2 separate regions of the Pan troglodytes genome follow, and region 1 is linked to region 2. Evidence: chromatin contacts called from public Hi-C data. All regions are on one chromosome and are shown on one strand. Each heading gives the region's core, a stretch centred on a gene start, on an enhancer-like site or on the middle of the called end of the contact. The rest is flanking DNA. Distances are from core to core; before and after follow the strand shown. Region 1 has its middle 20 kb from the start of COQ7. Region 2 holds the start of TMC7 (transmembrane channel like 7).

The links. Hi-C and Micro-C count contacts between places; a contact is called where the count stands out from the background.
Region 1: a Hi-C map of stem cell-derived neural progenitor cells shows a contact between it and region 2, with 2.4 times the contacts expected there. The contact joins the enhancer-like site here to the promoter of TMC7 in region 2. A contact is called at or near these places in 1 of 7 Hi-C or Micro-C datasets (stem cell-derived neural progenitor cells) and 1 of 1 datasets of contacts at active chromatin or transcription factors (stem cell-derived excitatory neurons).

What each region holds. Positions count from the first base shown.
Region 1 is chr18:21,711,676-21,716,987 of NHGRI_mPanTro3-v2.0_pri, forward strand. No RefSeq gene overlaps it. Among named protein-coding and RNA genes, the nearest start is that of COQ7, 20 kb to the left of the region's middle. Within about 2 kb of position 2,061, at least 9 of the 24 cell types and tissues checked have an H3K27ac peak or open chromatin away from gene starts, as enhancers often do. A contact at or near this core is called in stem cell-derived neural progenitor cells, where this site is marked.
Region 2 is chr18:21,610,441-21,615,294 of NHGRI_mPanTro3-v2.0_pri, forward strand. It overlaps TMC7 (transmembrane channel like 7), which reads left to right and starts at 1,953. Exons shown (of 16, transcript XM_510854.8): 1 at 1,953-2,149. The coding sequence starts at 2,083.

The DNA.
Region 1 (5,312 bases), core at 811-3,310, 100 kb after region 2:
CCCGGGAGTTAGAGGCTGCACTAAGCTATGATCATATCACTGCACTCTAGCCGGGATGACAGAGCCAGATTCTGTTTTAAAAAAAAAGACACTGCAGCTTCCATCTTTCCCCCTGGGATTACTTACTCTTGGGGAAGCTAGCTGTCATGTCATGAGGATACTCAAGTACTTAATCTGTGGAGACGCTCACATGGCCAAGAACTGAGGCCTCCTGCCAATAGCCATGGGAGTAAACCATCTTGCAAGTGAATCCTTTGGCTCCAATTCAGCCTTCAGATGACTGCAGCCCCCAACATGTTGACTCCAACCTCATGAGCGGCCCCAAGCCAGAATCAACCAGCTAAGTCACTCCTGAATCACTCAGGAGTGATTAGATAGACCCTCAGCAACTATTTTAGATGATAAATGTTGTTTCCAGCTGCTGAGTGTTGGGGTCATTTGTTATGCAGCAATAGGTAACCAATACACCAGCTCCAGGTGATGTCGAAGCACATTAAAAGTGTGAGGCGCACTGAGCCAGACCATAAACTCCTGCAAGGCAGACACCAATTTGGTCGTTTCCATGTCTTCAAGGCTTAGCGGAGTACCTGACATGCAGTACATTTTTGTTGGACTAAAGACAAGGTTAAATTGCCCTGTTTTTAAAACATTAAAGCTTTTTTTGTAATAAAAATGCATGTATGCACATAGGAAAATATTCCAACAGTGCTAAAGGGTATTTACAGTGACAAGTAAATCTCCCTGTAGACTGTTGATTAACAGTAAATTGGTAAATCTCTGTTACCAATTTCCTTCGAGATAAGCTAGTAGCAACCTACCACTAAGTGCCTTTTTCTCTTTTTTTCCACCTCCAAAAGTAATACTTGCCTCAAAATCAAATATAAACTGCATATAAGTAGAAAAAGGAAAGAGAAAAATAGGCTCTTCTTCCAAATGTTCCCTAGAAGCAACTACTATTAATAATTCAATGTGTATCTTTCTGGATGGTTTTTAGAAATCTTTTATCCACATACATGTTTGAGTTTGTATTGTTCCCCAAATGGAATAATATTATGCATTGGATCTGCAATCTGTGCATTTCACTCGGTGACCCACACTGGCCATCTTCCCAAGTCAGTTCATAGAGCTCCATCTCGTTCCTTTAATTGGCTGCCATACTCTTCTATGAACCACTGCTGACCCGACCCAGCTCCTACCACAGCCCAGGCCTGTGGTTGAACCTCCTTGGCCTGGTTCCAGAGGCTGTAAACTTAACCACTAAGCCATTCTTCCTCCGCTTATCTTCTCTTTTTGCCTCTTGGTGGACATCTGGGTTGCCTTTTTTTTTTTTTTTTTTTTTTTTTTTTCCTGAGACAGGGTCTCCTATCGTCCAGGCTGGAGGGCAGTGGGGTGATCATAGCTCACTGCAGCCTCAAATTCCCAGGCTCAAGCGATCTTCCTGCCTCAGCTTCCCAGGTAGTTGGGATTATGGGCGTGAGCCACACCACGCCCGGCCTGGGTTACTTCTAACACAGGCTTTTGGGGGCCCCCTAACGCTTAGAAGGACCATCTTTCAGAAGGAGGGACCCCAGGGAAGGAAGGACGAGCTGAAGGTTTTAACCCTTGGGAAGATCCCATACCTCTGATAATTTGATAAAAACACCAGACCCTCATTAAGGTCCTCCTTAAGATCCCTTGATCCAGGTGATTTGAGGCCAAGAAAACAAACCTTTCCCAACTCAGGGAAACCAAAGACACCTTTCAAAGTGGAGATTCAGCCTCAACACCGCTCATGTCTGGCTTCTGCGGGTTCCGAGAAATATCCCGGAGCGCAGAGCACTTTCCCACCTCATGTGTTCAGAGCTTGAAAAGGCGCCTCTCGCCCCCAGGACGTGCGTCCTCCCACTTCTGCCTCTGAAACGGCAACCCTGAGGGGCTGAGCCCGAACACTGCAGGTTCTTTCATCCTGGATCGCGTAGAGATCGGCTCCCGGGCGCGCCAAGGGCAAAGAAGGTCTCGGGCCCACGGCGCCCGCCTGTGTCCGGCAGAGGGCGCTCGCGCCCCACGCTGCGAACCCTGCGAGGCTCTGCTGCAAGGCCGGCGGGACAACGCCCGGCAGGAGAGCCGGGTCATTGCTGCGCGTTATATATGATACATGTGATAACCTGGCCACAGTCCTCCCGTCCCGCGATCTCGACTTTGTTGAACGGGAACTGATGTCACGTGTGTGCACGGCCAGAGGCGGAGGGCTCGGCTGGCTGCTCCAGTCTGCGCCGTCCATGCGTCTCGGGTGTCCTATCCCGGAGGATACATTTTTCTTTTTCAGAAAAGGGAAACAGGAAAACAGGGGGACGATTAGTCTCTATCTAGGGGAGCCACGTGGAAAAACCAGCTTCAGGTATCAGACAACATCCAAGGGGCTGCACTGATTTTTTTTTTTTTGTAAGAGACAGGGTCTTGCTATGTCGCCCAGGCTAACCATAGCTCACTGCAGCCTCGAACTCCTAGGTTCAAGCGATTCTCCTTCCTCAGCCACCCAAAGTGCTGGGGTTACAGGTGTGAACCACCATGCCCATCTAATTTTTTTTTTTTTTTTTTTTTTTTTGAGACGAAGTCTCGCTCTTGTCCCCTAGGCTGGAGTGCAATGGCACGATCTCGGCTCACTGCAACCTCCGCCACCCAGGTTCAAGCGATTCTCCTGCCTCAGCCTCCCGAGTACCTGGGATTACAGGTGCGTACCGCCACACCCAGCTGATTTCTTAAATTTTATTTTAAGTAGAGACGGGGTTTCACCATGTTGGCCAGGCTGGTCTCGAACTCCTGACCTCAGGTGATCCACCTGTCTCGGCCTCCCAGAGTGCTGGGATTACAGGCGTGAGCCACCACGCCCGGCGCCCATCTCATTTTTATTTTTATTTTTAATGACGAGGTCTCACTATTTTGTCCAGGCTGGTCTCGAACTCCTGGCTTTAAGCGATCCTGCCTCAGCCTCCCAAAGTGTTTCTTTCTTTCTTTCTTTTGAGAATTTCTCTTTATGATACTTTCTTCCCTCCACTTAAAAAAAATCCAATTATATTTCCAAAATTAGAATTTCCCAATGTTTAACCCTGGATTTTTAACTGGGCATGCCAGTCAGAATAAACCCTAGATTAAAAAAAAAAAAAAAAATCTATGGATGCTCCTGCTCTATCCAGTCCTACTGAAGCAGCAGCTATGGGGCTGGGCCTAAGGGATGAACATATTATAAAAACTCCCACAGGACCTCTGATGTGTAGCCCTGGTTAAGAAGCAATGGTTTAAGCCAGGTGCAGTTTCCAGCACTTTGGGAGGCCGAGGCAGGCAGATCACTAGAGCTCAGAAGTTTGAGACCAGGCTGTGCAACACAGGGAGACCCTGTCTCAATAAATTTGGCCGGGCACGGTGACTCACGCCTGTAATCCCAGCACTTTGGGAGGCCAAGGCGGGTGGATCACTTGAAGTCAGGAGTTCAAGACCAGCCTCACCAACTTGGAGAAACCCTGTCTCTACTAAAAATACAAAAATTAGCCAGGTGCGGTGGCAGGTGCCTGTAATTTCAGCTACTCAGGAGGCTGAGGCAGGAGAATCGCTTGAACCTGGGAGGTGGAGGTTGTAGTGAGCTAAGATGGTTCCACTGAACTCCAGCCTGAGTGACAGAGCGAGACTCCGTATCAATAATAATAATAATCATAATATTAATAATAATTTTTTAAAAAGAAGAAGCAATAGTTTAATTCCACAAAAGCATTCATCCTAAATCTGCTTCTGCTTGGATGTACTTTCCCCACTTTACATCCTACTTGCCTGGGCTGATTCAGGATGTCCATTCTGTCCCGCTTTTCCTGCACTATTTTCTGCTAAGATATGACCTGTTGTTCCAATTTTCTGTAACTTATTCAGTGCTGTGACAGCTGGAAACATGTTTCAGACCAAGCTGTCTTTGCCAGGTGGAAACAATGGCAAACACCCATGCTTCCCATTCTGCTGGGGCGGCAGCCTCTCTATGGTATTTTCCATGCCTAATTTCTAAGTGGCTTTACTGCAACAATTAAAAAAAAAAAAACCTGCACGGGAATGACACCTGTTGCACTTACTTGTTGATGCTCTGTGTATGTGTGTATGTTTAAATAAGACCACATGGGCATTTAAAGAATAATTATTGGAGTTATTCATTTGACCGCTTTAAGGGCACACATTATTCTAAGTGCTGAGGAATAAAAGAATTTTAGAACATGAAATTCATATTTTCCCCTTATATCACTTAAAAGCAACACAAAACATTTCACTTTTGCTTCTTTGGAGGACAGCGGCACCATCATAGCTCACTGCAACCTTGGCCTTCCAGGTTCAAGCGATTCTCCTGCCACAGCCTCCCAAGTAGCTGGTATTACAGGCGTGCACCACCATGCCTGGCTAATCTTTGTATTTTAGTAGAGATGAGGTTTCGCCATGTTGCCCAGGCTGGTCTTGAACTCCTGGCCCAAAGTGATCTGCTCGCCTCAGCCTCCCAAAGTGCTGGGATTACAGACGTGAGCCACCTTTGCTTCTAATAGGAAGTTATTAGCTCTGCTAAATCAGGGATCCAGAGGGCTCTTTCTTCAGGTATTGCTTGATCCAGGAACTGAAACCAAACATTCGACTTTTCTTTCTCTTTCTCTCATTTCACTGCTTTCCACAGTGTTGATATTAGGCTCACAGTGACTCTCTCCCCCACCTCCCCCCACCGTGGTCCTCCTCACCTATGGCAGCAAAATGGCCATAGCACTTCTATATAGGACATCCTAACACTCCTCCATCCACAAGAAAGATGACAGTCTCTTCCTCTTGCTTCTGCAGAACACAGGGAAGCTGCTAGAATCCACAACACACACCCCTTCCCCATCTCTAGCCTTACTTTTCCCCAATCAGGTTACATTCCTGACCCTCCACCAATCACTGTGGACTGGGGAGGCCTGTGGAGCTCTCATTGGCCAGGCCTGGCCACATGGCTGCTCCTGCAGCAGGTGGAGTGGGAAAAACTCCACCCAAGCCCGGTGGGCTGAGAGTTGGGTAGGGGTGGTTCCCACAGAGGAAGCCAGAGTCGTGTCCCAGAAGAGAGAACAGATGTTGGGCAGATCAAAAGGCCTGATGTCCCCTGAGCCCAGGAGGTCAAGATGTAGTCAGGACTTGAGAGTGGATATCAATTAGGCAGTGGGGTCAGGATGGCCTGGAGACAGGAAGACGGAACCCAGTGGGGGACATTTAGGTAGTGCTGGCCTTGAGGGTGGGTGAAGACCTGGGTGAGAGCTCTATGGGGACCCAGAGGCAGCATAGTG
Region 2 (4,854 bases), core at 703-3,202:
CTCCGCCTCCTGGGTTCAAGCAATTCTCCGCCTCAGCCTCCTGAGTAGCTGGGGTTACAGGTGCCCGCCACCACACACAGCTATTTTTTTGTATTTTTTTAGTAGAGACAGGGTTTCACCATCTTGGCCAGGCTGGTCTTGAACTCCTGACCTTGCGATCCACCTGCCTTGGCCTCCCAAAGTGCTGGGATTACAGGCATGAGCCACCACACCCAGTCTCCAGCCTCCTTTTTTTTTTTTTTTTTAAATGACCTTGACAGTTTTGAGGAATACTAATCAGGTATTCTGTAGAATGCCCCTCAGTTGAATTTGTCTGATATTTTTCTTATGACCACAGAGGTAAAGTGTCCTTCTCATCCCATCGTAGGAAGGGTGCACTCTATCCTCATGGCTTAATGTTGATGTTAACTTATTTACTTATTTACTTTTTTTTTTTGAGATAGAGTCTTACTCTGTTGCCCAGGCTGGAGTGCAGTAGTGCAATCTCGACTCACTGCAACCTCCGCCTCCTGGGTTCAAGAGATTCTCCTGCCTCAGCCTCCCTAGTAGCTGGGATTACAGGCACCCGCCACCATGCCCAGCTAATTTTTTTGTATTTTTGGTAGAGACAGGGTTTCGCCATGTTGGCCAGGCTGGTCTCGAACTCCTGACCTCAAGTGATCCACCTGCCTCGGCCTCCCAAAGTGCTGGGATTACAGGTGTGAGCGACTGAGCCTGGCTGATGTTAACTTTGATCATCTGTCTGAGACAGTGTTTGTCAGGTATTATCTAATATAAAGCCCACCCTCACCCTCTTCCACCACCACTTCCATACTGCACTCTTTTGGAAGGATGTCGCTATGGGCAACTCACACTTAAGGAGTATCTACGTAAGTATCTACGTAATCCTTGAAGTATCTATGTAAATGATTTCAAAATCTGCACAGGAGATTTCTCTCCATTTCCCCCATTTATTTATATTTAGCAATTACTTTTCTTTTTCTTTTTTTTTCTGAGATGGAGTCTCCTTCTGTCGCCCAGGCTGGAGTGCAGTGGCGTGATCTCGGCTCACTGCAACCTCTGCCTCCTGGGTTCCAGCGATTCTCCTGCCTCAGCCTCCCTGGTAGCTGGGACTACAGGCGTGCACTACCATGCCAGGCTAATTTTGTATTTTTAGTAGAGACAGGGTTTCACCGTGTTGGCCAGGCTAGTCTCGAACTCCTGACCTCAGGTGATCCTCCCGCCTCGGCCTCTCAAAGTGGTGAGATTACAGGCGTGAGCCACTGCGCCTGGCAATTTTATGTTTTTAACCTGCACACGAACAAAGGTAGAGATGAAACGAGGATATAGTGCAAAACGTAAAAGACAAACACTGCACGTGGTTTTCTCTTCACTCGGCCCTCTAGCTCCCCACCCAGGGCTACCACAGGTAGCCAGTTTTTTGCACCCTCTAGGGAGATAGCTTAGGCATTTACAAGCATGTACAAATATATTTTTTGGTTTCCTTTTTGTTCCCAAATGGTAACTTACTAGATGCACTGATTTGGAGTCTTGGGGTTTTTTGCGTGTGGACTTTTTATTTTTTAATTTTAAAGATGGGGGTCTCACTGTGTTGGCCAGGTTGGTCTCAAACTTGTGAGTTCATGCGGTCCTCCAGCCTCGGACTCCCAAAATGCGAGGATTACAGACGTGAGCCACCACTCCCATCCAGTTATTTTTGTTATTTATTTCTTTATTAGATCAGGTTTGATTTTAGAGGCAGGGGGTCCATGTGCATGTTTGTTACATGGGTGTACCGGGTCCTGGTGGAGACTGGGCTCCCAGTGCGCCCATTCTATTGTTATTTTTTAAGCTCAGTGAGACATCAGGGAGGTCGCTGCTTGTCGCCACCGCTGGATGGAGCCTTGCCGGATCTCCCGGACTCTGCAGCCCCTCTGCGGTCCCTGATGCTCGGCTCCTCGCGGGGGCGCCCCACTCCGGCTTCTGTGATGTCAGCGCCGGAACCTGGAATCCCGGCTCCGCGAGGGAAGGCCGGGGAGGCGGCGGCGGCGGCGGCGGCTGGAGAGGGTCCTCGGCAGCCTCTGAGGAGCGCGGGGCGCGGCCATGAGCGAGTCCAGCGGCCGTGCGCTCCAGCCCGGCAGGCCCAGCCGGCAGCCGGCGGTCCATCCAGGTAGGGCGGCAGGGAGCGCGCGCGGGGACGGTGCCCCTGGGGTCCGAGGGCGCACGGAGGGAGCCGGGTGCTGGAGGCTCGGCCTGGCCGCTGTTCCCTCCCACCACCGGCGCCGGGTGCTCCCGGCTCTGGGGAACAGCAGGTGGGAAGGAGATCTTCCTTATTCCTGCTCCCTCCACAAACGCGTCCCATCCAATCCAGTGGAAGCCAGCCGGGCCAAAAGGACACTAGAACTGCAGTCTGGACCGTGGTGGGTTTGTCTTCCAGCTGTTGACCGAGACAGTCTTTCAATAGCCTCATCTGCTGTTAAATGAAAGGATTTGAGCACCCCCTCCACGCCTAACATTCTGGTACGAGGTGCCTGCCTCCCGGACATTTCAGCCTTCACATACAGTTAGACCAACTTGAAACCGAATTCTGCCTTGTCTGTTTATTGCTGTGGGACCTTTGGTAAGTGGCTTGCCTTCTCTGAGCCTCAGATCCTTCAGCAGTAAAATGGGAATAGAATGGGGCGGGGATTAGCTGAGAATCGTGTGATGTGTCTAGCACAGTGCCTGGCATTGTGGCTAGACAGTCACAATAAATGGTAGCCAGCCAAGTATTATAATCTTTTGTATTGGGTAGAATTACAGTAAAGTATGCAGCTCCATGAATTTCTACAGAAATATGTACAACCGCTGCCCAGTCAGGATAAAAAAGTTGCCAGCACTCAGGCAGAGTTCCTTGTAGCATTTGGAGCTTACAAATCTTGTCCTGAACAAAACACAAGACCCTGCTGTAAAGTTTTATCCGCAATGTTTTCTCTTTTTCAATTTTAGAATAGAGATTTACTGAAACCAAGGATGTAGGGCCGGGCGTGGTGGCTCACGCCTGTAATCCCAGCACTTTGGGAGGCTGAGGCGGGTGGATCACGAGGTCAGGAGTTCAAGACCAGCCTGGCCAAGATGGTGAAACCCCATCTCTACTAAAGATACAAAAATTAGCCGGGAGTGGTGGTGGGTGCTTGTAATCCCAGCTACTTGGGAGGCTGAGGCAGAGAATAGCTTGAACCTGGGAGGCGGAGGTTGCAGTGAGCCGAGATTGCGCCACTGCACTCCAGCCTGGGCGACAGACCAAGATTGTCTCAAAAAAGAAACCAAGGATATAGAATAAAACATGAGTGTAGATTTGGGCATTGAGGCCTTCAAATTGGATTGTTCCCAATGTCCAGAAGAAAAAAAAATTTAGAAGAGACCCAAATCAGAAAACAAAAGTTGGGGTGGATTCAATGCGACTTATTTTCTAGCTCAATATTAATACTGCTTATGTCAGCTGAATTTCAGCCTTTCAATAACAGCTAGTCAAGTATTTTTTTAGTTGGTTCCTATTGATAGTCATCTTATTTTAGTGGAATCCATTATATTGAAGATGTCAAGTTCCTCATTTCCCATACAAAGAATGTGAGATTCATCTTTCTTGAATCTTTGCTAAGTGTTTGAGGGGACTTTTGGCATCTTTTCAGGAGGACTATAATTGGGCCCTCTAACTAAAAAGTCTTCTATGCCTCTTAGATAGATGAGTTTTTTTTTTTTTTGATCTTGTACCCACCAACATTGGTGGGAGGCTCAGAAGGGACTGTGTATGTAACTTTGTAGCACTTTCTAAACAGTGACCTGTTGTATGGGCATTATGGGACAGTCCGTGGGGTGGGGCGGGGGATGGGGGAGGCAACAAATGAGGTCTGGTTTAAAGAATGAGAAGTGTGACCAGGCATGGTGACTCATGCCTGTAATCCAGCACTTTGGGATGCTGAGGCAGGAGGATCACTTGAGCCCAGGAGTTTGAGGTTACAGTAAGCTATGATTGTGACACTGGGCTCCAGCCTGGGTGACAGAACTAGACCCTGTCTCTAAAAAAAGAAGAAGAGGTGTGTATCCTTCTAAATGATAAAACAGATCACTCCCCTGCTTACATTAAACTTTCCGGTGGCTGGCCAGGCACGGTGGCTCATGCCTGTAATCCCAGCACTTTGGGAGGCCGTGGTGGGCAGATCACGAGGTCAGGAAATCAAAACCATCCTGGCTAACGTGGTGATATCCTGTCTCTACTAAAAACACAAAAAATTAGCCAGGTGTGGTGGCATGCACCTGTAGTCCCAGCTACTCGGGAGGCTGAGGCAGGAGAATCGCTTGAACCCGGGAGATGGAGGTTGCAGTGAGCCGAGATTGCGCCACTGCACTCCAGCCTGGGTGACAGAGACTCTGTCTCAAAAAAAAAAAAAAAAAAAAATTAGATGGGTGTGGTGGCATGTGCCTGTAATCCCAGCTACTGGGGAGCCTGAGGCAGGAGAATCGCTTGAACCTGGGAGGCAGAGGTTACAGTGAGCCGAGGTTGCACCACTGCAGTCTGCCTGGGTGACAGAGCTAGACTCTGTCTCAAAAACAGAAAAACAAAAAACAACTTTCCAGTGGCTTCTCACTGCTCTGAGAATAAACTCCAGGCTCTTCCATCGCAACCAACAGGATCTGGTGATTCGACCCCAGCCCCTCTTTCCAGGCCCTCATCACCTCGATCCTCCCTTAACCTATCCTGCTCCAGCTGCACTGGCTGCCTTCCTATTCCTCCAGCATACCAAGATTGTTTCTGCCTCAGGGCCTTTGCATCTGCTGTTCTCTTCGCCTGGACTCCTCTTGGTTCTTTTTTATTTCTTTGAGATGGAGTCTCAC